Regions from separate parts of the Mus musculus genome. Here regions 1, 3 and 4 are each linked to region 2. A link is a contact called in public Hi-C and promoter capture Hi-C data. All regions are on one chromosome and are shown on one strand. Each heading gives the region's core, a stretch centred on a gene start, on an enhancer-like site or on the middle of the called end of the contact. The rest is flanking DNA. Distances are from core to core; before and after follow the strand shown.

Region 1 (5,302 bases), core at 776-3,275, 460 kb before region 2:
GACATCCATAAAGCACAGAGGAGCAGATAATGCAGCCTGGTTAGAACCCAGGTCTGTTGCAGGAACTAGAGGCCATCTCATCACACCAAGAAGGTGAAGCGCAAAGACAAGAGAAGTGACTTGCCCAAGGTCACAGAGGGACATCGGTCTCCCAGCCCCCATTCCAGAGCATCCTGCTCTGCTCTAACCTCTCTCATAGCCATCGCCCCTGGGCCACCCTCACCCAGACAGGCATGGAGAGCTACGCTACATTTGTAGGTTCAGAAAAAAAGGCCAAAGATCAGTTGAATGAAAGGGTCACCCTGAGAACTGACAAAGAAGGAAGAGAGACCCAAAGAGGAATTCAAGGAGATAAAGTAGTTTAAAGAGTCAACCATTTATAAGACAATAAGAGTGGTAGAGGCCGACAGAAATTGCCCGCGGTGATGTAACTTGGTTGTTTTTTTTTTATTTTGTTTTTGGTTCTGGAGCTCAAACCCAGGGCCTATTGTATGCATGCTAGGAAATAACACTGCTACTGAGCTACCCCCAGCCCAAGACAATATAGTTTGAACAACAACATTTTCATCTTCGCACCATACCCAGGTAGAGGCTTGCAGGAATGACCTGCAAGCAACAGGGTTACTTGTTCCAATAGACTTCTGGAGGAGAAGGGATGCCTCCTTAGGAAACCCTACTTGGGGCAACACCAGAAACATCTCCCGGAGACCCACCAAGGACAAAGCTACAGGCTGAGAGAGGCCCAATCTACATACTGAATCCCCACCTATTGGACTTCCCACTGTCTCACTACCATGGCAACAAAATGGATAAAAAAAAAAAGTGCCCCCCAAGAGACCATCCCAGGGGTCCATCTGGCAGCCACTATTACCACCTTAGTTGCCAGAGCAACTCCAACCTTTCAGGAAAGGGAGCTTTAGGGTAACCTACCCCAGGCACAAAGAGATCTCTGAGATCAAGGCAGTAAGGAAGTCCTCCTATGGGACAGCCAATGCTCTGGGGGTGAGGGTGGAGGTCACAATTCCTTGGAATGCCTATATGATTGCCCAATCTTCTCTTCTTTCCCATCCTCCCAACCTTCCCAATTCTCCCTTCAGTATCCCTGCCTTTCTTATTCGTGTTAGGAGGACTCACACTACCAAGACTCAGTGCCCCCCCTTCACGAAGTAACTAGGTCTGGGATTAGGAAAACGGGGTCAGAGGTGACCAGGATTGGGGGAAAGAAAACTGAGTCACAAAAGATATGGCCTTCCCATTTCCACCCCAAAAAACGTCGGTCTTCTCAAAGCTGGGCCTCTCCCGGTTCATCTCCATTCCCCCCAGGTTCAATCCCCCGTCTCGGCAGCTACAACCCTCATTTTACCACCTACCACACCCCTTTCCCTGTTCCCAAGACCCGCAACCTGGAAACCCGGTGCTGGGCCTGTGGGGTTACTGGAGCCTTCACGCCCCACCTCGCTGCCATCTCTCCGATCCGTCCTGCCTTCTCCGCGAACCACCCGCACAGCATCCCCCGGTTTACCTCCGCCAAGTCTCCACCTCGGCGTTCCTCCCCTTTAGGCTCTGGTCCTGGCGACGCTCGGCCCCGTCAGCCCTCCTCCCAAAACCCTCCTCCCCCCACCTCCCGAGCTCGCGACTCCCAGGCCCGCGTCCCTCCTCCGGGCGGCCCCACCCCCTGAGTCCCCAGCCTCGGGCCCGGTCGTGCCCGCAATGAGGGAACGCGACCGGGAAAATAACAAATGGAGGCGGCGGCGGGAGGGGGGACCGGGAGGGGTGGGGGCGGGGAGCCGCGGGCCGGAACGGGGCGGCCCGGGCCGGCGGCAGCGGACCTTACCTGCGAGCAGCTCGGGACGGCTGGCTGGCTGCGAGTGCGGTCGGGCTCCGGCGCCTCCCGGGGACGGCGGCGGCCACTCCCCGCCCCTCCTTACAGCGCGGCTTCAGTCGCTGCCGCGGCGGCGGCGGCGGCGGCCCCGGCCCCCCCGGAGGGCGGCCCCCATGCCCGGCTCCCCGCGCAGCCCCGATCGGCTTCTCGCGCTCCTCGCCCGCCCTCCCGCCCGGAACGCGCCGCCCGCGCCCGCCCCCGCCGCACCGCCCGCCTCCGCCCGCACTCGCGGTCCCGGCGAGGCCCGCGACCCCCGACCCTCCCGCCGCTGGTGCCGCGCGCCCCTAGCCCGCCCCGAGGCCTGCCACCCCGAAACGCGTCCTGGCCCGAGGCCCCGGTCGGGCGCGGGGCTGCGGGCGGACGGACAGGCTGGGCGGCGCGTCCGGCGACTCGCACAGGAAAGCGGACGGCGGAGGGAGGGCGCTCGGGAGAGGGGGATGGGAGCAGGGAGGAAGAGGGAGAAGGAGGGAGCGCGGAGGAACGGAGGAGAGAGAGGGGCCCGGAGGAGACGCGAGGGAGGGAGCGCGCGGCAGTCGGGGGGCGGAGGATCGGGGAAGGGGAGGCGCCGGGCGAGTTGGCCGAAGCCGGCCGGGGCGCAGAGAGAGAGGGCCTCGCTGCGCAGAGCGTGGGGAGCTCGCGGGCCCCGCGCGGGAGAGGGCTGGGTGGGAGGGGCTGTGGACTGCGAAGGCAGACCTGGGGAGGCTGGAGAAGTTTGGGGACAAGAGGGGCTGTGGCAGGGGTGAAGTAGGTGGAGTTTGGGGAATTATGAAGTAGAGATTTGGATAATGGGACTGTATTGGAAAGATGGAGAGGAAGGGCCAGAAGTAGAGGCTGGAGGGGTTTAGGAGCTATTTTGGAGAGCCTACGATGGAAGTTTGTGGACCTGGGCGGGAAAGGATGAAGACGTACTAGGAGAATGGTGTTTCTGGAAGAGATAAGCGTTTAAGGCAGTGATTGGTGTTGAGAAGAATGCAAACCACAAGAATTTGGGAATGATGAAGGAAAGCTGGAGGCAAGTCCGGAGATCCCTCTGTGGGAGAGAAGGCATGAGAAGTCTCAGAAGAGGGGTGGAGGGCAGAGGATGCCTATTCTAGAGGGAGACTGGGGTGGGCTGGGTTGGTAAACATGAATGTGGGGACTTCCAATCGAACTAAGAACTATTTCCTTTGGCAAATAAAGTGGAGGAGAATGAATTAGAGAGGTCTGGAAGGAAACACAAGATAAATAGGGCTTTTGTGGCAACGTGGTGGGAGGGCCAGTGATGGGAAAAGAGAGGAGCTAGAGACGGAGGGAGAACCCTGGAGGAGTGACAGACTGGGGTCCAGGCCCTAGTGTGGAAGAGGTAACTAAGAGGTGGCACTTCACTTTTGGGCCCTTCATTTTCTCGAGGTTCCTGAACTAGACCTTCTCAAGTCTGAAGTCATTACTAGTAGCATCTTTGGTCATGGTCACAGAAGGGATGAAGTGGGGGATTAGGTGGAAAGGACCTACATACATTTTAGGGTGCCCAGGTTCCCCATAACAATTGTAATATGGAAGTAGTCCCCAGCACAGACTACAGCATGCTCCTCCCAACTCTTCTCCAGTCAGCGTGCCAGCCATGCCCAACCTACAGCCATGAAGTCAGCACCCCCATCACTCCAGTGGTGCCTTCTTCTGGGCTCCTTCTCTGGCCCCAAACCAGCAGCAACATCTCTCAGGACAAAGGACACTAGAGACAGGGTGATTTTTGGCAGCTGAAATTGGGAAGGCTAGAGAAAGGGAGGGAGGCAGGCTGGGAGCCCGGAAGAGCTGGAGCTGGAGTCTGGATTGGGAGCCCTTAGTAGTTCACCAGATTTGGAGGTGGGGGTAGAGAGCTTGTAGGGGGCCAGCCTAGCTCAGACCTAGTGGGTGGAGTGGGGGACACTGAGTGGGCAAACTGCCTTTGTGGAAGGGAGGAGAACGGCTAGCCTAGTAGCCACCCAGTAGGTCTTACACCACCATTCCTTAGGCCAGATTCAGCCAAGCTCTTGAACTTACCCAAAAGCTCTACACAGATTCCAAAGCACTAGGGAGACCAAGCAAGAATGCTTGGCTCCTCTAGGAACAAATATCCCATCACCCCACTGTGAAGTCCCTTGCCTCTGCAGGGCCTCACTTTACCCCCATACCCATTTGCTTGTCCCCTTCCAGGGCCTCCCAGAGACCAGGTCCTCTCCTGTGTACCCTTCACGTCTTTTTCTCTGTGCTCTAAGATAGACCTAGTTCCTTCCCTGTACCAACTAATTTTGCTCTGAGACTCCTCCTCCCTCCCCCCTCTCCCCATAGCATTTCCTCTCTTTCCTTTAGTTTCCCACTAGGCCTGGCCTAGGACCTTTCCAATCCTTTCCAGACTCAACCTCTACCCTTGTTTAGCCGCTAAGGCAACAGCCAAGATGGTAACTTATCTAAGCCTAAAAGAAAAATGTAGGCCTAGGGAAGGACAAGGCATGGAACTAGGAAAAGAAGCCAGCACTACACCTTCCAGTTCCTCTGGTACCCAAGACCAGGCTCACAGCTCAGCTGCTGGGAGCATTAAATATACACCCCACCCCTATCCTTCACCCCAGCTCCCTCTCTGGCCCCAGCCCCCTACAATCACCTGGTCTCCAGGCAATGGCACAAAAGGAAAGTAGAGAGGGGCCTTGGAGGCCCAAGCAGAGCTAGCTGTAACCCAATCCAACCTGGTACCAGAAGGGGGCTGGGAATGTTGTCAGAAAAAGGCACCTAGCTAGGATGGAGGAAAGAAAAGACAAGGGTTAGGAATGGTGGCTACAGCCACAATAGCCCTGACCAAAGCCTAGGAGTTTCTGAGAGAGCAGCCCCAGAGAAGTGTAGCGAGCCCCCGGGGCCATATAGGGGTGCTGGAAGGGGGAAAAAAAACGAGGAGCTTACATAGGAATTCAAGGGCACAGGGAAGGAGAGGGAGCAAGAAGTTCTTTGAACTGAAAATAGCTGGGGGATACAAGAAGATGGGTGGGGAGATGTGGCTCCTGGCTTCACCAGTGCAAGTTTCTGTTAGCCCTAAAGGGAGAAGGAAGTCTGAGGGAGCCTGGGACCAGAACTTGGGAGGATCCGCGGGAGGAGGGCAGAGGGTGCAACCTTGAAATTCTTCCCACCCCAACCTCACCTTGGCGTCTAGTAAGGTGTCCTGCAGAACTTGGGCTCCCCCTAATGGCCACAGCTATTCATGGGCAGATGCTGCCTGCAAGCGTGAGCCCTAGTACCCTAAGGATAGTAATGTTAGGGGGATTGTCCCCCAAGGCGGGCTGGGTGCTTCAACCTCACAGCCTCACTGGAGCTGAAAGGTTAGAGGGCCTCTGTCTACACACTGATATCCTCTCAGTCTGGCTAACGGGGAGGCTGGAGAGCACTTCAGGTGTGGCATCCATTTTACTGGAG
Region 2 (5,109 bases), core at 2,237-4,736:
AAATTACAGGTAGATGACATCAGAGCCCTGGTTCCCCCTCACCTTTATTAATATTTGAGATGATATAAAATTCTAGGTTAATAATCATTTTGCCCAGGTTAAAAATATTTATTTATTTTTGTGTGTGTGTGTGTGTGTGTGTGTGTGTGTGTGTGTGTGTGTGTGTGAGGGCTCCAGATCCACTGGAACTGGAGTTAAAAATGGTTGTGAGGCACCATTTGCCAGCTGGGAAGCAAACCTGGGTCTCCTGGAAGAGCAGACGGTTCTCATCCTGTCGAGCCTCTCTAGCCCCTGAAAGCTCTTTAGGCGCTGCTGCACTATTCGCCTGCACTGATGGTGCTGTTCTCCCTCCTGTCCCATGTTTATTCTCTTGTTGAAAGATTTCAAAACCTCCTGTTTTGCTCTCCTGTTCTGAGATTACAGAAAGATGTGTCTAATTTAATGCTATTCTTTTTCTGTCATTGTGGTAGCTAGAACCCACAAGTTGGTCTGGACAAGCTCATTTAGTTCAGGATAATTAATTCCCTGCCCACACATTTCCTTTTCCCATACATCCCAATTTCCCCCTTTTCATATTCTTTATTACTCAGACGTTGAACTACTTGGCATGGCTTTTTAATTTCCTTAATTCGTGTCTCTGTCTCTCTGTTTCTTGGCATTTCTTCCCTGATTTGTTTTCAGCATATGACCACAATTTATTTCTCTTGGAACTGTCTCTGTGGAAATTCCCCAAGGCCTCCACTGAAGAGGAGCTTACCAGGGAGGTCTGCATTGCTCTTGCTGGTGCTGGGTGCCACTGTCAATGCCAGACCACTTGGAGATTCTTGCCAGGATGATTTTAGGAAGAAAAGATGCTAAGGCTCTCAGAAGTGAATAAAACAAGGATTTCAGGCAAAGTATTAAAAACACAGTTCAAGGTTATGAATTCAAATATTTAAAAGGACAAAGAGAGCTTCAGCAGCCACCTAGTTTGTAAATAATTTCAATTGAAGAGCATGCGGGGGCCAGTACTTTAAAAACTCCCTTAGTTGCCAATATAGGGATTCCAACTTTATGTAGGGGCTTTCTGTTAGGGATTGAACTTTGAGTAAGACCATCATGCTGTTTCCTATGCTATGCTGCTACCCCACGAGGCCACCACGCTCAAGAGCAATGCTCAGCTGCCTCTCCAGATGTCAGCTTTCACTTGTTTGACCTTTAGTCCATGTTTTCTTTCTCATCAGCTCATGAACATACTTTTAAAATTCCTATTCAGTGTCATCCCAGCACTTGGCGGGGGCTGGGGGGGCTGAGGTGGGAATACGGCAGAAAACCAAACCAAGTCATACCTGCCATGAGGCAAAATGATCTAAAAGCGGGCAGCAGTAATGCCCACATTTAATCCCAGCACTCAGGAGGCAGAGGCAGGCGGATCTCTGAGTATGAAGTCAGCCTGCTTTACAAAGCGAGTTCCAGAACACCCAGGACTACACAGAGAAACCGTGTCTTGAAATCCAAAATCAAAACCAAAATCATCAATTGTAAAGTGCAACAGAATAAAAAACAGGGCAGGGGTCAGATCTAAAGTAACAAGTTTAGAGAAGAAAAATAGCCGTGAATGGCATTTGTGGTAATTAGGTAGGTACCCGGTAACAAGACTGGACACAGGCTTGAATCTAGAATTGTCCCCCCTTTTCCGTTCCGTCTTTCTTTTGCCATTTGGCAGAAATTTTGCTGTAGCTTAGTCAGGCTCTACCCACACTGTATTTGTCATACCTGCTCATGAACATCAAAATGTCACAACTTGCAGAATGAATGCCAGGCCCTTGAAAGGAAGTTCCAGAGGGAGAAAAGGAGTATGTCCTGTCCAGTAATGAAATGCTGCATGCATCTCCAAAGACGTAAACGCTTGCACACAGGACACCAACATGTGGACATCTGAGTGAAACACATGATTGCCTGAGAGTTAGTCTCTGGGGGATGGGGATGGAGCTCAGTTGGCAGAGTGAATGCCTAGCATGCAAAAGGAACAGAGTACGCTGACCAGCGCTGCAGAAAACTGGGCATGGTGGTAAACTTCTGCAGTCCTAGCATTCAGGAGGCAGAAGTAGGAGGACCAGAATTTCAAGGTCATTCTTGACTACATTTCATGTTTGAAGCCAGCCTGGACTACACAAGCCTCTGTTTCTGCTGGGAAAAGAGTCTCTGAACGTCAAGTTGTAACTGTCCTATTAATGTTACTATGTTCTCTTTCCTTTTGCATGGATGCCTAAGATATAAACATTTACACTGCATCCAAAACCTAAGCTTCCACTAAATGTAAAATAAGAATTCTAAGGCTAGGAAAACGCAACCACAGCTATAGATTCCTTTAAAGCTGTGAAGCATAAAATAATGTTGAATTTTACAACTGATGTCTAGGAAAGGGATTCTACTGGAAGAGAGAAGAAACGTCTTTAAGTATTGAGAAGGAAAAATTGATTCTACTTAGATTTTGGAGGAGGAGTAAAGAGGAAAGGGCTGGGGCTGGAGAGAGATGGCTCAGTGGTGGAGGGAGCATATTGCTTTTGCAGAGGGTTTGGTTCCCAGCACTCACATATACTCAAAACCATCTAGGGAATAACCCTCCTCTGGCCTCCAAGGGCACCCAAGCATGCATAGATGCAGGCAGAAACTTGTACCATAATATATATATACATATGTGTGTGTGTGTGTATATATATATATATATATATATATATATATATATATATACACACACACACATACATACGCATAATGTGTGTGTATATATATATACATATATGTGTGTATATATATATATATACACACATATATATGTGTGTGTGTATCTATATATCTGTATATATGTATATATCTATATCTATCTATCTATCTATCTATCTATCTATCTATCTATCTATCTATCTATAGAGAGAGGTCTCAAAAAACAAAACAAAGCATAAACATAAAATAGGGAAGTCTACTTTAGTTCAGGTTTCTGGGCTGGGTTAACTAAGTCGCTGTGTTAACAGGTTTAGGGATGAAGTTCGTGATAGGGAAGAGAAGAATGAAGAATGTGGGTTTTATGGTCTCAGGCAGGGATGGTGACGGGGTGGTCCTGTGGCCAAGGACTTCATGAATATGCATTCACTGCTGAACCTCGCAGCCAGTTGGATTCCAGCGTCTAAGTCACTTGGGTTTCCTTCTGCCAGGTGCTGTGGGCGGGAGCGGTAAGAATGACAGCAGTCTCCAGCTCAGCGATTGGCTGGTAGGCACCATAAAAGGTCTAACTCAGCGGCGGAGACAGAGTTTGAGCTGGACTTTAAGCAAGCCACTTTTGTATTGGTCAGTGAAGAAATAGAAATAAGAGGACAATGGTAATTGCTGTAGTTGTGGGGGCGGGACTAGCAGGCCATTTCTCACGAGGATTGGACCTGGAGGTTTTGACATCATCCGAGAGGCGTGGTCATGTCTAATAAAGCCGAGAGCCGGCCCTGCACCTGCAGTAAGTTCCACCGCAGTTAGAGTTCCGGGTGTTTCGTGTGAGGCGGCGCTCGACAGTTCCGTCTGCTTCAGCCGCAGTGTCTCCCTGCCCGTCTCGTTGCATTCTCCAGAGAGGGGACGGACCTCCACTTCCTCTTTCAGAAAAATGTGAGTTGACTCTGCTCTAGGGTCCTCGACACCTCTTTACCGACTCTCCCCCGCAGTGTCCGACTCTGCGGGACGGGAAATGGCGCATTGCAGCAGCTGCGGCGACGCCGGGAACCACCAGCTCGCGCCGCCCCCAGACCGGGCCACCCCGGACTGCGGGCAGCGCTCCATCCCGCACCAACTGCAGCTGGCACTCCATGGCAGGGCGAGGGCGCGGGGGTCCCACGTACACCGCACCCTCCCCTCTTGTCTTTGTATCGTGGAACCCCAAAGGGGAAAAAGTGGGGGAGGTATAGATTCAGACAGGAAACTCGGAGACCCTTTCTTGTTTGACAGACTCTTAAAGCCTCTGGGAAGACTTATAGGTGTTCCTGTCCATTCTTGACTTGGAGTGCCCGCAGTCTCTGCGTTATGCATGCCCCTCACCCAGAGTGTGATGTACCTGCCTCATGGCTGTGAGCAAAGCTGCAGAAACTTAACTTGCTAGTTCTGTGGCGCCTTGCGAGTAGCTCAGAAAGTCTCAGGGGACAGTGGTATGAAATCTTAATGCAGCTGTTTATGCTAAGGCGATTTCCAGTGATCAAGTCCTAGCCAAATAAATATTGGAGGAGAAATAGGGAGAACAGTGAATTCTTCATTTTATCCAAAACACATAGTTTAGCCTTTAGCTCTTTTTGGCATCATCCCCTTCTGTGGCCAGATAAATTAAGAACTTCCCTTTAGGATCACATACACACAATGAAGAATTTTCTTTCTTTTCATTTATTATCTGAATCTCTTGCCTGGTGCTAGATTTATTTGTGTTTGTTCCCTCTTCCTCTCTCTCTCCCTCTTCCTCTCTCTCTCCCTCTTCCTCGCTCTCTCTATCCCCCTTCTTTGTTTGGCTTTTCCATATAGGGTTTCTCTGTGTACCCCTGGCTGTCTCAGAATTCCCTCTATAGACAAGGCTGGCCTTGAACTCAGAGATCCACCTGCCCCTGGCTTCCAAGTGCTGGGATTAAAGGTGTGCACCACTACACTCTGCTTGTGTTGCCTCTATTGGCAAAAGGGGGGCAGGATTTTGTATTACATAAGGGTTATAACTCCCTGAATAGGTTAGGGTGGAGTGTTTCTACCTGCCACAAATAGTAAATAAAGTGAGTTCTCCAAAGCTTCACAGCCATTTTATCCGTTCTCTGCATTAACATTCTGTGCAGTTTTTACAAGCCCATAGATCTAGATGTTTAGGGGAGGGGAGGGGTCCTTCTTAGTTGACTGGCTGCAGGTAGTTTCATGTGTGATGTTTGGAAGGAGGTTGAGAAAGCATGGTGGCTAGCAGGGAATCACGAGGTCTCTGACCTTAATCTTGTCATTGGTGCCACCATCCTGGACACCTTCCAACACTAGCTGCTACCAACTCATTGAAATCCCTCCCTCTGGTCTAGAACTAGATTGCTTAGCTAGCTCAGTAGCAGTGCAGATCCTGTGGCTCCCATG
Region 3 (4,808 bases), core at 1,757-4,256, 480 kb before region 2:
GGGCTCAGTCCTCTTGGTCCTTCTCAACTCTGTCCAGAGGACACCATAGCTCAAGGCCTTCAGAGGTTCCTACCCCAACCCAGGCCTCCTGGGCCATCCTAGCCCACCTCAGGAACAGGCCAGAGACCCCAAGCAATGTGAGGGGGCTCAGCTCCTTCCCTCAGGGACAGGATGAGGAAGTCTCCATGCAAATGTGAACAGACCACAGGCAGAGAGTTCACTATTGAGGGGACAAATGCAAATTTCCCAGAAGAGGAGGGGCAAAGAGAGGAGCCATTGGGTCATGGCTTCCACACACACTAAGGTTAGGGATGAGACAGCTTCTTCCCAAATGGCCATCCAAAGTGTCCCTTGGAGTCCTCCGCAGCCCTGTCAGAGGGTATCATCCACAGGGTGTCCTGTGCTTCCCCACTGCCCTGGCCTGTTCTCCTAACACCTGTTTAGCTCCCACCTCCTTCCTGATCACAGGGAACACTGCAGCCACCATTCAGCTGTACCTCCATGGTCTACTCTAGCAGGGCGCATCCTGGCTTGAGTCAGCAACAAAGAGAAAACAAGGGGCTCAAAGCGAATCTGAGAGAGAGGCCAAACCATCCTGAGGGCTGCAGGTAGGATAGGAGAGGAGAGACAACCTGGGGCAGGCCCTCCCTTCCCACTCACCAGCAGAAGAGGAAAGCCTTCTAGGGAGTGTCCTCCAGCTTCTTTGTTTGTTTGTTTGTGGTTTTCTTTGTGTTTTGAGGGTTTTTTTTGGTTGGTTGTTTGTTTGTTTGTTTGGGTTGGAGTTTTTTTGTTGTTTTGTTTGGGGGTTTTGGTTTTTCAAGACAAGGTTTCTCTGTGGAGCCCTGGCTGTACTGGAACTTACTTGATAGACCAGGCTGGCCTTGAACTTCCAGACATCCACCTTCCCCTGCCTCTTTTGAGTGCTGGGATAAAAGGCCTATGGTACCACCTCCACTCCGCTTGTTTTAGTTTAAGTCAAGGTCTCATGGAGCCCTATCCGGCCTCAAACTTGCTATGGAATGGAGGATAAACTTGACCTTCTTCTGGTCTTCCTGCCTCCACCTGGGCTCACAGGCACGTGTCACTCACACTAGGTTTATGCACGACAGGGAATAGAACCCAGTGTTTAATGCATGGCAGGCAAGCACTCACCACCTGAGCCACAGTCCCTAGACCTTCAGTCCTCAGTTTTAGTCAGTAACTTGTGAACAAAACTATTGAGCTAAGTTTGTAGGCACGAATCTCAAAACAGACTTTAAAACTGCGTGGAAGGTAGCTAGTGGCAAAGCGCTCACTCAACTCAGACAAGGCCCCGGGTTCAGGCCCCAGCAGAGAAGGGTGTGGGGATCAAGTTCGGAATCATTTCAACTGTAAATACACAGACACAGGACAGGAACAGGTACGCAGAGCCCCAGAGTCCATAAGAAAACCCTGAGTTAATAGGGGTTGCCAGTCAGTCCCTGTGCTATACAGCTAAGACGAGCCCCAGTGTAATGAATGAGGGACATTTATCTCCATAACCTTCCCTTTGCACATGCTCTGAGAAGACCACAAGAGAACAGCCAGCCCAGCTATGGGGGCCGTGTCTTTGCAGCACTAGTTGGGGATATCCTGAGGGTCTCCTTAAGTCAGATAAGCCTGGGCCCTTCTCTACCTGTGACCACCTCAGCGACCTTGCTTTCACCAAGCTCTGTCCAGCCCCACCTCAGTGTGATGCTGAGAGAAGTCCCTGAGTACCCCAGTACCAGTGGACCTCTAAGACCTTATTAAGACAGGGACCTAGAGCCCCAGGCTGTGTAGAGGGCTGGAAGAAGGCACCAGAGTTCCATGGTAGGACAAGCTTTCTAGTAATAGGGCCGACCTGATGAGAAACACCAGAGACAAGGAGTGGCCTCTCTGTTACTCTCAGGATGAGGTTGCTAGGCAGCAGGAACCCTGCAGGAAGGCAAGGGGAACCCTTCTCTGGCTTCCTCAGGGGACAGGGGATTGGTTAGATACATGGGAATCATCAGCCTACAGAGGGAAGAGGCTGAGAACACTGAGAGAACAGGTGTGGAAGATCAGGGATGAAGAACGGACTGGGAACAGAAGGACACCTGGTCTGGATGTCCACTTATCTCAAGGGACAGGGCCAACCTGCAATGCCCCTCACCTCTCACTGGTGGGGTCCGAGCAGTTCAGTGGGTACTTAAGGTGGATGATGGTGCCATCTCGGTCCTGCAGGATGCCCTGCTGCTGCGTGTAATACTCGACCAGCTCTGTCAGCGTCGCAAACTTCTCCCCTCCGTACAGGTCATAGAAGTCCCCTGAGTTCTGGATCCGAATATGAGTCACCTGATCATCCACCCTGCGAGGCACCACCAGGTAGTGAGATACATGAGCAGCAGCGGGGTGGGCTTGGGGGGACAGGGGTCTCGATGCAAAAGCACATAGGCATGGAGTAGACATAGACAGTTATGGGCACATGCTAGGGCGACAGGCAGGGACAGAAGGGAAGAAATGTATCATGAGGAGACAACACAACCCAGGGAACCCAGGAATGCTCCGGACCCACACAATGAGCTGCCAAGGTGCAGGGAGGGCCACCCACCTGACTGAGAGGGAGAAGTCACCCTGGTTCTTGCGGCTGGGCCGAGCCAGGAAGCTCCCAGGGACTCCCCGGCCCTTCAGCAGGGTCTCTGCATCAGGCCCGCTGAGGTCCCGGTGAAACCACCTAAAAGTGCACAGGGCAGTGAGGGAATATCCCCAGGGCTCCAGCCACCCTTGTTTCCTATCCTCCATGGGTCCCAGGCCCTTACCTCACCATCCTGGGGTTCTCACTGAATTGGCTGCAGAAAATGTGGAGGGAACAGTTTGTCTGGGCAGGCACGTACAAACTCTAGAGATGAGCCTCAGGCAAGGCTCTCAGAGCCCAGGCCTCCAAAGCCAACCTGCAGTCCTGCTCCCCGGGCTACCACTCTACTGGCCTGGGGCAGCCAGCAGGGCGGAGACAGGAAGGGGCGCGGCCGACCCCTTAGGGGAACTCACTAGAACTTCTCTTTTCAGAGCGAGGGAAGAGGAGCTGGAGGGTGGCAGGGTGGGGGAGGGCCCACTTCCCACAGTCTGCCAACAAAGGCACAGGGGCAAGGCAGTAAATATTCATGACTCAAGAGGTAAGGCACACGTGTGGCAGGTCAAGAGTCACGCACAGTGAATATCCACATTATCAGGTCAACCCTTCCTCCTCCAGCAGCTGCCTCTACTCAGAATTATTCTTAGGCACAGTCTAATAATGATCGTGTGCAGTGGCACCGTCATTTAATGGAGTGTCGCAGCCTGCCAGACTCATTGCTACAATGTCATTTTCATGCCTCCTGTGAGTTACAGGTCACCAGGGCCTCATTCCTCAGGCACTATCTTTATCCCCACTTCACAGACAAGGAAACTGAGGCCAAGAAGTTTGAGGAATTGCCCCCAGGTCTTACCCTTAGTGAGTTGCAGGATTCAGACCTAAATAGTTTCAAAGCCAATGACTTTTGAATTCTGCTTGCCAGCCCTCAGGACCCAAAGAACAGTAGTCAATAGACTCCTTGTCCAAAGGAGATGCTATCATCACAGCTGAGAGCCCCCACAAAGCAACCTTGTGCAGCTCTGTCATCATGGGCCTAGGCCTCCTTCCTATACCCTGACTGTCAGCAGGGAGGGGTGGGGTGGGAAGGTATCTCCTAAAGGTTAGGGTTTATGGCCAGGGTCCCAACAAGGGCAGACGCTCACAGGGAGGGCTTTAAACTTTAGGAGCGCTCAGCCTTCAGGCTTATGGGACCTTGTGTATGTAAACCCCAGGATGAATACAAAAAAAGATGCAAATACTACCAAGCCAAGACCAGAGGGGAAACAAGCTGCCCAATTTATATTGGTATCTTCCTTAGCAAGGGACACAGGCTGCTGGAGAAGGGAGATGGGACAGAGCACCTTATATCTTTTAAGGGTTTATTGTCTGAGGTGTTTTGATTGGTTAGTTTTGGTTTGTTTGTTTGTTTGTTTGTTTGTTTGTTTTATAATACTGAAATTAGAACCCCAGTCCTAGCTGGGCATGGTAACCCATGCCTTTAATCCCAACACTTGGGAGGCATAGGCAGGCAGCTCTCTGTGAGTTTGAGGCCAACTTGGTCTATACAGTGAGTTCCAGGATATCTAGCGCTATATAGTGAGACCTGTTTCAACAACAAGAACAACAAAACCAACCCAGACTCTCAGTCCCTTAAACAGTGTGAGGAGCATCCTTGGGCAGGCATCCTTGGGCAGTGTACATCTTCCACCCTATTTCTTTTCCTTATTCATTTGATTCCCTTCACACTTCTGCAGTCCTAGGGTTTGAACTTAGGACCTCAAACTCGCAAGGCAAAGGCTCAACCACAGAGTCACACCCCCTGTTAGTTCTCTTTTTACTTTTTTGGAGATAGGGTCTAGCTAAATTGCCCAGGCTAATCTGGAACTCACTCTGTAGCCTTGAATTTGTAATCTCCCTGCCTCCACCTCTCCAGTAGCTGGAGGTTGCCACCACATCTGGCTCCCTTACACTTCTTTAAAACTGAATGATGCGGCTCGATGGTAACATAAGGCCCTCTCTCTGCTCCAAGCCCAGTAGTTTCATGAGTGAGTGTATAGTTAGTTGTATGCTTAATATTTATTCACAGTATATAGTCATATCTCAAAGTATAGGAGAAGTAAGAGACGATAAAACCCAAACATGGCTAGAGTGTGGCTCTGTGTAAAATGCTTGCTTAGCATTTGGGTGGGAAACCCTGGCCTTCACCACCAACAGTCTT
Region 4 (4,821 bases), core at 1,124-3,623, 350 kb before region 2:
GGAGCCCACAGGCCAGCCAGGACAATGCGTTTGAGCGTAGGGAGGCCTCTTCTGCCCCCAACCCTCCCCGAGCCATTCTATCCTCGGCCCCACCCCCACCCCCTTGAATTCCTGGGGGCGGGGGCTAGGTCTCACCCTGGAGCCCCGCTCACACACACCCCCATGATGCCCACAGTCCTTGCCTGGTAGCCAGGCAAGCTGACCCCAAGTCTTGCTTACTTCTCAGCATTGCATGAGTGACCCAGCTAAGGCCAGGTGGGCAGGGCAGGGGAGAAGGCAGGGAATTAATAGAGGCGGTAGTCCTCAGCCTCCATATTGGGTGGGGCTTTTTCTCAGTTATCCCTGTAATTGATGGGGGAGGCAAGCAGGCTGCTTCCCCATCTATGAAGCTGGCTGGGCAGCTCTGATTCTCATGCTGGGACTTCCCGGTCTCTTTCTCCAGCGAGGCTTGACCAGTGGGGGGTGGGGTGGGTGTCTTGGTGCACAGGGGTGGAGCTCAGTCACCTGGACAAGCTGTGAGGGAGGATGAGATGAGGAGCAAGCATTAGGCCTGTGCTGTGCTTGGCTCACTTGTACCCCCTTTCCCTTGAAACTATGGAAATGACTGATGCTGAGGGTCGCTGGGGTCATTCAGAGCATTCCCTTGCCTTAAGTCAGATGCCCCCTTACCCACAGGCATAAGACCTCATCTACTTGCAGACTACATGGAAGGGTCTCCATTCCTTTTAGCCTTTTCTCCCTGCTTTGGAATTCCAAGTTTTGTGCTTATAATAGCCCATGCTCAGAACTACCCAGCCCTGTCTCCATGTCCCTAGGTCTCTCTTCAGTTGCTAATGGGAGACAGACAGTGTGATGTGTTCCTCCTTGGGGACTCACATTAAAGCAGGAGCCCTTCTCCTGCATGCCATTCTCCTGGACTTTGTGGTCTTTGTGCTCAGCCTACTTATCTAAGCCTGGGTTTTCACCCCTTCAGCTACCTAAGGAAAATGGGAGGAAGGAGACTGAGACTGGGGTGGGGGTTGGGGGGTTGTAGCTAGGGAACCTGAAGGCGGGGAAGCCACTGACATCAGAAGCATCCAGAAATGGAAAGAGGGGGAACTAGGGAGAAGGAGGAGAGTTTGAGCTGGAGAGAAAGAGGGGGGAAACTGGTAGTATCTGGAAATAGACGGGAAGGTCCAGAAGCCCCCCCCCCACCCGAGGCGGAGATATTGGAGGGAGGTGGGTGGGAAGGAGGAGGATGGAGGAGGAGCCTGGGAACAGTGATGGGGGGGGGGGTAGACCTTAAATAGGCTGGCTGACCTCACTAGGAGACTTTGGGTCTCCTCCCCTGGTCCAGAGCCTCAGTTTCCCTCTGATGGGAGAGAGCAGGAGGGTTCTGGTCTTAGTGATACGGTTCAGGGAGAGCTGGGGAAGGCACTAGGAAACCAAGTGAAACACTGAACAGACTAGAGGCTATAAGACCGGTGTGATGGTTTTGGGGCAGACGGGGAAAGTGGGGCACAGCTGTGCCACCGTTCATTTCCTGCGAAGAGCCTTAGACCCTAGCTCTCCCCCAGAGGTCCCAGTCCACCCCCATCTTTGTCTCTTCCCCCCTAGCCCAGTACATCCTAGTTGCCATGGCAATGGACAGCCAGGAGGAGGTGTAGGGAATAGGTCCGGATGCCCCCCACTGCCCTCCCTTACAGCCTTTGGACCCCTTCCCACTCACCCTCATCCCACCCCCAGACCCAGTTGGTGGTTCCGAAAGAAAGAGAGGGAGAGTCAGAAAGGGAGGGAAGAAGAAAGACGTGAAGGACAGAGAGAAGGGGGTGAAGGACAGAGAGCAAAGGGAATGGGAGGAGGAAGATTGGGGGCTTTCTGGCCGACAGGGGTCCCTCGCCCTTCGCCTGGATGGGATAAGGTCAGGCGGCTCCTCCCTCCAGTCACCTAGGGTGTTCTCTAGGGCAGAAACAGCAGGTGGCTGGGGAGGAGGGCCGGGAGGAGGGGCGCGGAGGCAGCTCGCGGGGTGGGGTGGGGTGGGGGAGTGGAGACACGCGGGGGACCGGGCAGGGGTCCACTTACCTCTGGCTGCGTCCTGCTCTGCCGAGGAGACGCACTCCCGACGAGGCTCGCCCGGGCTCCCGCCGCCTGCCGGCTCCAGCTCGCCAGCCCTCCTCCTTCCTTCACTCCCTCCCTCCGGGCCTCCCTCCCCCCAGCCTGGCCTCTCGGGCTCAGCCCGCGGCGCGCTAGTTTGCGGCCCCTCGAGGCCCCTGTCTCCCAGGGTCATCAGCCTGCGAGCCCGGGGTTAGGGAGCCGCTGACCAGTCTTGGGGTCGGGGGTGGCGAGGGTGGGGCGGGGAAACTGGACGGCGGTGACTTAGAGGAGGAGGGGCAAGGAAGGCGCGGGGAGGGAGGGGGCGAGGAGGACGGCGGGGAGCGGGCTTCATTGGTGAAGCGGTTGGTGTCCTGCCCCCACCCCATCCCGGATTTTCAACACGAATGAGCCCGAAGAGGCAGCTGGTGTTGTTAGGGACCGAGGAGTTAGCTGTTCAGGGAGGAGGAAGCGTGTGTCACCGTGTGTCACTGTGTGCATCCTTATGAGGGCTGTTCTTGGGTAGAGCTCAGAGGAGCCCCGCATGAAGGCCTGCTAGAAGCTAAGGGGGCTTGCGATGCCAGCTGAGATCGCTTGTAAAGTTGGAAGTGCTTGCTTGGATCAAGAAAAGAAGTGGGCTTTTTGTGCACCTGCATACACCTCTTTCTCTTCCTGGAATGCAAGCAGACACTGAGGATAGGGACACGCACAATTGCCACACACGGTTTCTCATAGTCTCTTTCTTCTCCCATACATCACCGTGTAGTCTCTCTGTGAATTACAGAGTCACACACAATGCTTTTAGGATGTGCAGGTGGGCAATCAGCCTCCAGGGAATTTTCCCTTCTCTGGGCAACTTCATCTTCTCCCTGGGTCAGGTCTGGTAACTAAAGCCCCAAAGATTCCTGGGTCCCCCAGAGAAGTGTAGTCTCTGTCTCTCTCCATCTCTGTCTCTCTGTCTCTCTCTCTCTCTCTCTCTCTCTCTCTCTCTCACACACACACACACACACAGTGCATTTTATTTATAGCCTTTATTTTTCTGTCAGCTCAGGAAGCAGGAGTGGGGAGTGGGCAAAAATAAGAAGTGAATAATGAAGAGAAGTGGGGAAGGGATGTTTCTAGAAGAGGCCAGCTGGGAAGAAAAGAGGAAAAAAGGGGAAGGAAGTGCTGAAGCAGGCAAACGACAGAGGCAGAGGAGGCTGTGGATCTATGAGAAACAGATCAAGACTCTCAGGGAGAGCCCTTAGACCCCTGACCTCCTGGATGGAAGGCACAGCCACCTGCCACAATGCTCTCTCCATAAAGGACCCCAGCATGGTCCACTTCCCAGGCTCTGCACACACTGCGGCAGGTCTCTGTGCATCTCTCCCAGCCTCACTCTAAGAGAACTAGGGTTTTGGGGGAAGGAGGGGGGGGTGAGAACAGCAGTGATCAAGGAGGGATTTGAAACCAGAATGGCTCCTCCATCCTCTCAAGATCTCTGCCAGGGGCTGCGCTCCAGTGTGTGTGTGTGTGTGTGTGTGTGTGTATACCGAGGGCCTGGAACTAGCTCCAGAGATCTGTGTGGTATTCATCCCTGTGTTCCATGTAGTGGCTTGGCTCTAGGGATCAGGAGCCCTGGGTTGGCCCTGACATCAGCACTTGTTAGCTGGGTAACCTTGGGTAGTCATTCAACCAAGTTCCATTTCACTAGGGATGACTGGTTATCTCTGCCATCTTAGTCATCACTGTCAGCTTGTAGGATTTCAGCGTGCATGCATGTGTGCAACATGCGTGTGTTCGTGTGTGTATGTGTGTGTGTGTGTGTGTGTGTTGTGTACACATGAGGGTCATGGTACATACATAGGGGACAACTTTCAAGAGTTAATCCTCTCCTTCCACTCAGTTCATGAGGCTTTTTACCGCTCATCCACTTGTAAGGTTTTTGTAAGGGTCGAATGCCTGGGACATTAAAGTGGCTTATGAATTAAGATATGCTGTTTGGATATATGGACAGGTGTGTGGCTTGGATGTGTGTTGGTGCACTGGTTAGAATGTGAGTCTGGTCTTGCAAATTCAAAAGAGAAGCAGGCATCATGGGAAGCTGAGGCTGACTCCCGCAGCCTCTCAGTCTTCATTTGCCCCTGACATGCTTCATGTGTGACATGCACAACCTCCCGGCCCTCCCTGCCCCACTCAGCTTGGTCCCAGAGCCCTCTCGTAAACTGTGCTGTGTATTTCCAGACACCAGTCCCACCATCCGTGCCAGGTGCTATACACTGCCCTTTGATCCAAGCAGACAGCTGGAAAAAGGTTCCAGGACCTTAGTCCGAGAAGGGCCGAGGCTCTGGCAGAAAGGCAGCAGCGAAGAATAAATAAGCTGATGGGGTGTGCTTGAGTGTCTGAAACGCAGAGGGCAAGCTCTGCAGACAGACAGGCTTGGGAACAGAGGGAGGGAAACCGTGGCCGGTTGTGGAAGAGGAGAGCAGAAGGCCGGAGGCAGCGTGTCTGCTACATTCATCTGGTCCCCAGGCCTCGGGCGATGAGACAGGACGCAGGTGGTGGGCTGCAGGTGGGGCCTAGGCCTCAGATGAGATTATGGCTCTTCTGCATCCGGCTGGAAGAGAGAAGGACAGGGGAGCATATCCCGTCTCCCGGCCCCTCCATGTGCTACCCACTTCTCTCCTGCTGCACATTGGTACCTCAGGGCACCGCTGCTGTGTCTGTGCAGACCCAGAGGCCCACTGCCCCTTCACCTCCCTCTGCCAACCC

The links. Promoter capture Hi-C pulls out the DNA fragments that hold promoters and counts their contacts. Hi-C and Micro-C count contacts between places; a contact is called where the count stands out from the background.
Region 1: a contact with region 2 is called in a promoter capture Hi-C map of liver, with 2.5 times the contacts expected there. The contact joins the promoter of Atn1 here to the promoter of Vamp1 in region 2. A contact is called at or near these places in 3 of 39 promoter capture datasets (liver and pre-B cells), 1 of 115 datasets of contacts at active chromatin or transcription factors (memory CD8 T cells) and 1 of 9 other capture datasets (liver).
Region 3: a promoter capture Hi-C map of pre-B cells shows a contact between it and region 2. The contact joins the promoter of Ptpn6 here to the promoter of Vamp1 in region 2. A contact is called at or near these places in 4 of 39 promoter capture datasets (the C10 cell line, hematopoietic stem and progenitor cells, liver and 1 more), 1 of 484 Hi-C or Micro-C datasets (CD8 T cells), 2 of 115 datasets of contacts at active chromatin or transcription factors (bone marrow-derived dendritic cells and memory CD8 T cells) and 2 of 9 other capture datasets (adipose tissue and liver).
Region 4: a contact with region 2 is called in a Hi-C map of rod photoreceptor, with 4 times the contacts expected there. The contact joins the promoter of Gpr162 here to the promoter of Vamp1 in region 2. A contact is called at or near these places in 1 of 484 Hi-C or Micro-C datasets (rod photoreceptor) and 3 of 9 other capture datasets (adipose tissue, liver and pancreatic islet).

Annotation. Positions count from the first base shown.
Region 1 is chr6:124,754,462-124,759,763 of GRCm38.p6, forward strand. Atn1 (atrophin 1) reads right to left here and starts at 2,026. Exons shown (of 10, transcript NM_007881.4): 1 at 1,835-2,026.
Region 2 is chr6:125,212,095-125,217,203 of GRCm38.p6, forward strand. It overlaps Vamp1 (vesicle-associated membrane protein 1), which reads left to right and starts at 3,487. Exons shown (of 5, transcript NM_009496.3): 1 at 3,487-3,633. The coding sequence starts at 3,632.
Region 3 is chr6:124,730,148-124,734,955 of GRCm38.p6, forward strand. Ptpn6 (protein tyrosine phosphatase, non-receptor type 6) reads right to left here and starts at 3,007. Exons shown (of 16, transcript NM_013545.3): 1 at 2,799-3,007; 2 at 2,591-2,713; 3 at 2,153-2,347. The coding sequence starts at 2,806.
Region 4 is chr6:124,861,610-124,866,430 of GRCm38.p6, forward strand. Gpr162 (G protein-coupled receptor 162) reads right to left here and starts at 2,374. Exons shown (of 5, transcript NM_013533.4): 1 at 2,062-2,374; 2 at 1-513. The coding sequence starts at 76. Cd4 (CD4 antigen) reads right to left here. Exons shown (of 10, transcript NM_013488.3): 10 at 3,084-4,666. The coding sequence ends at 4,636.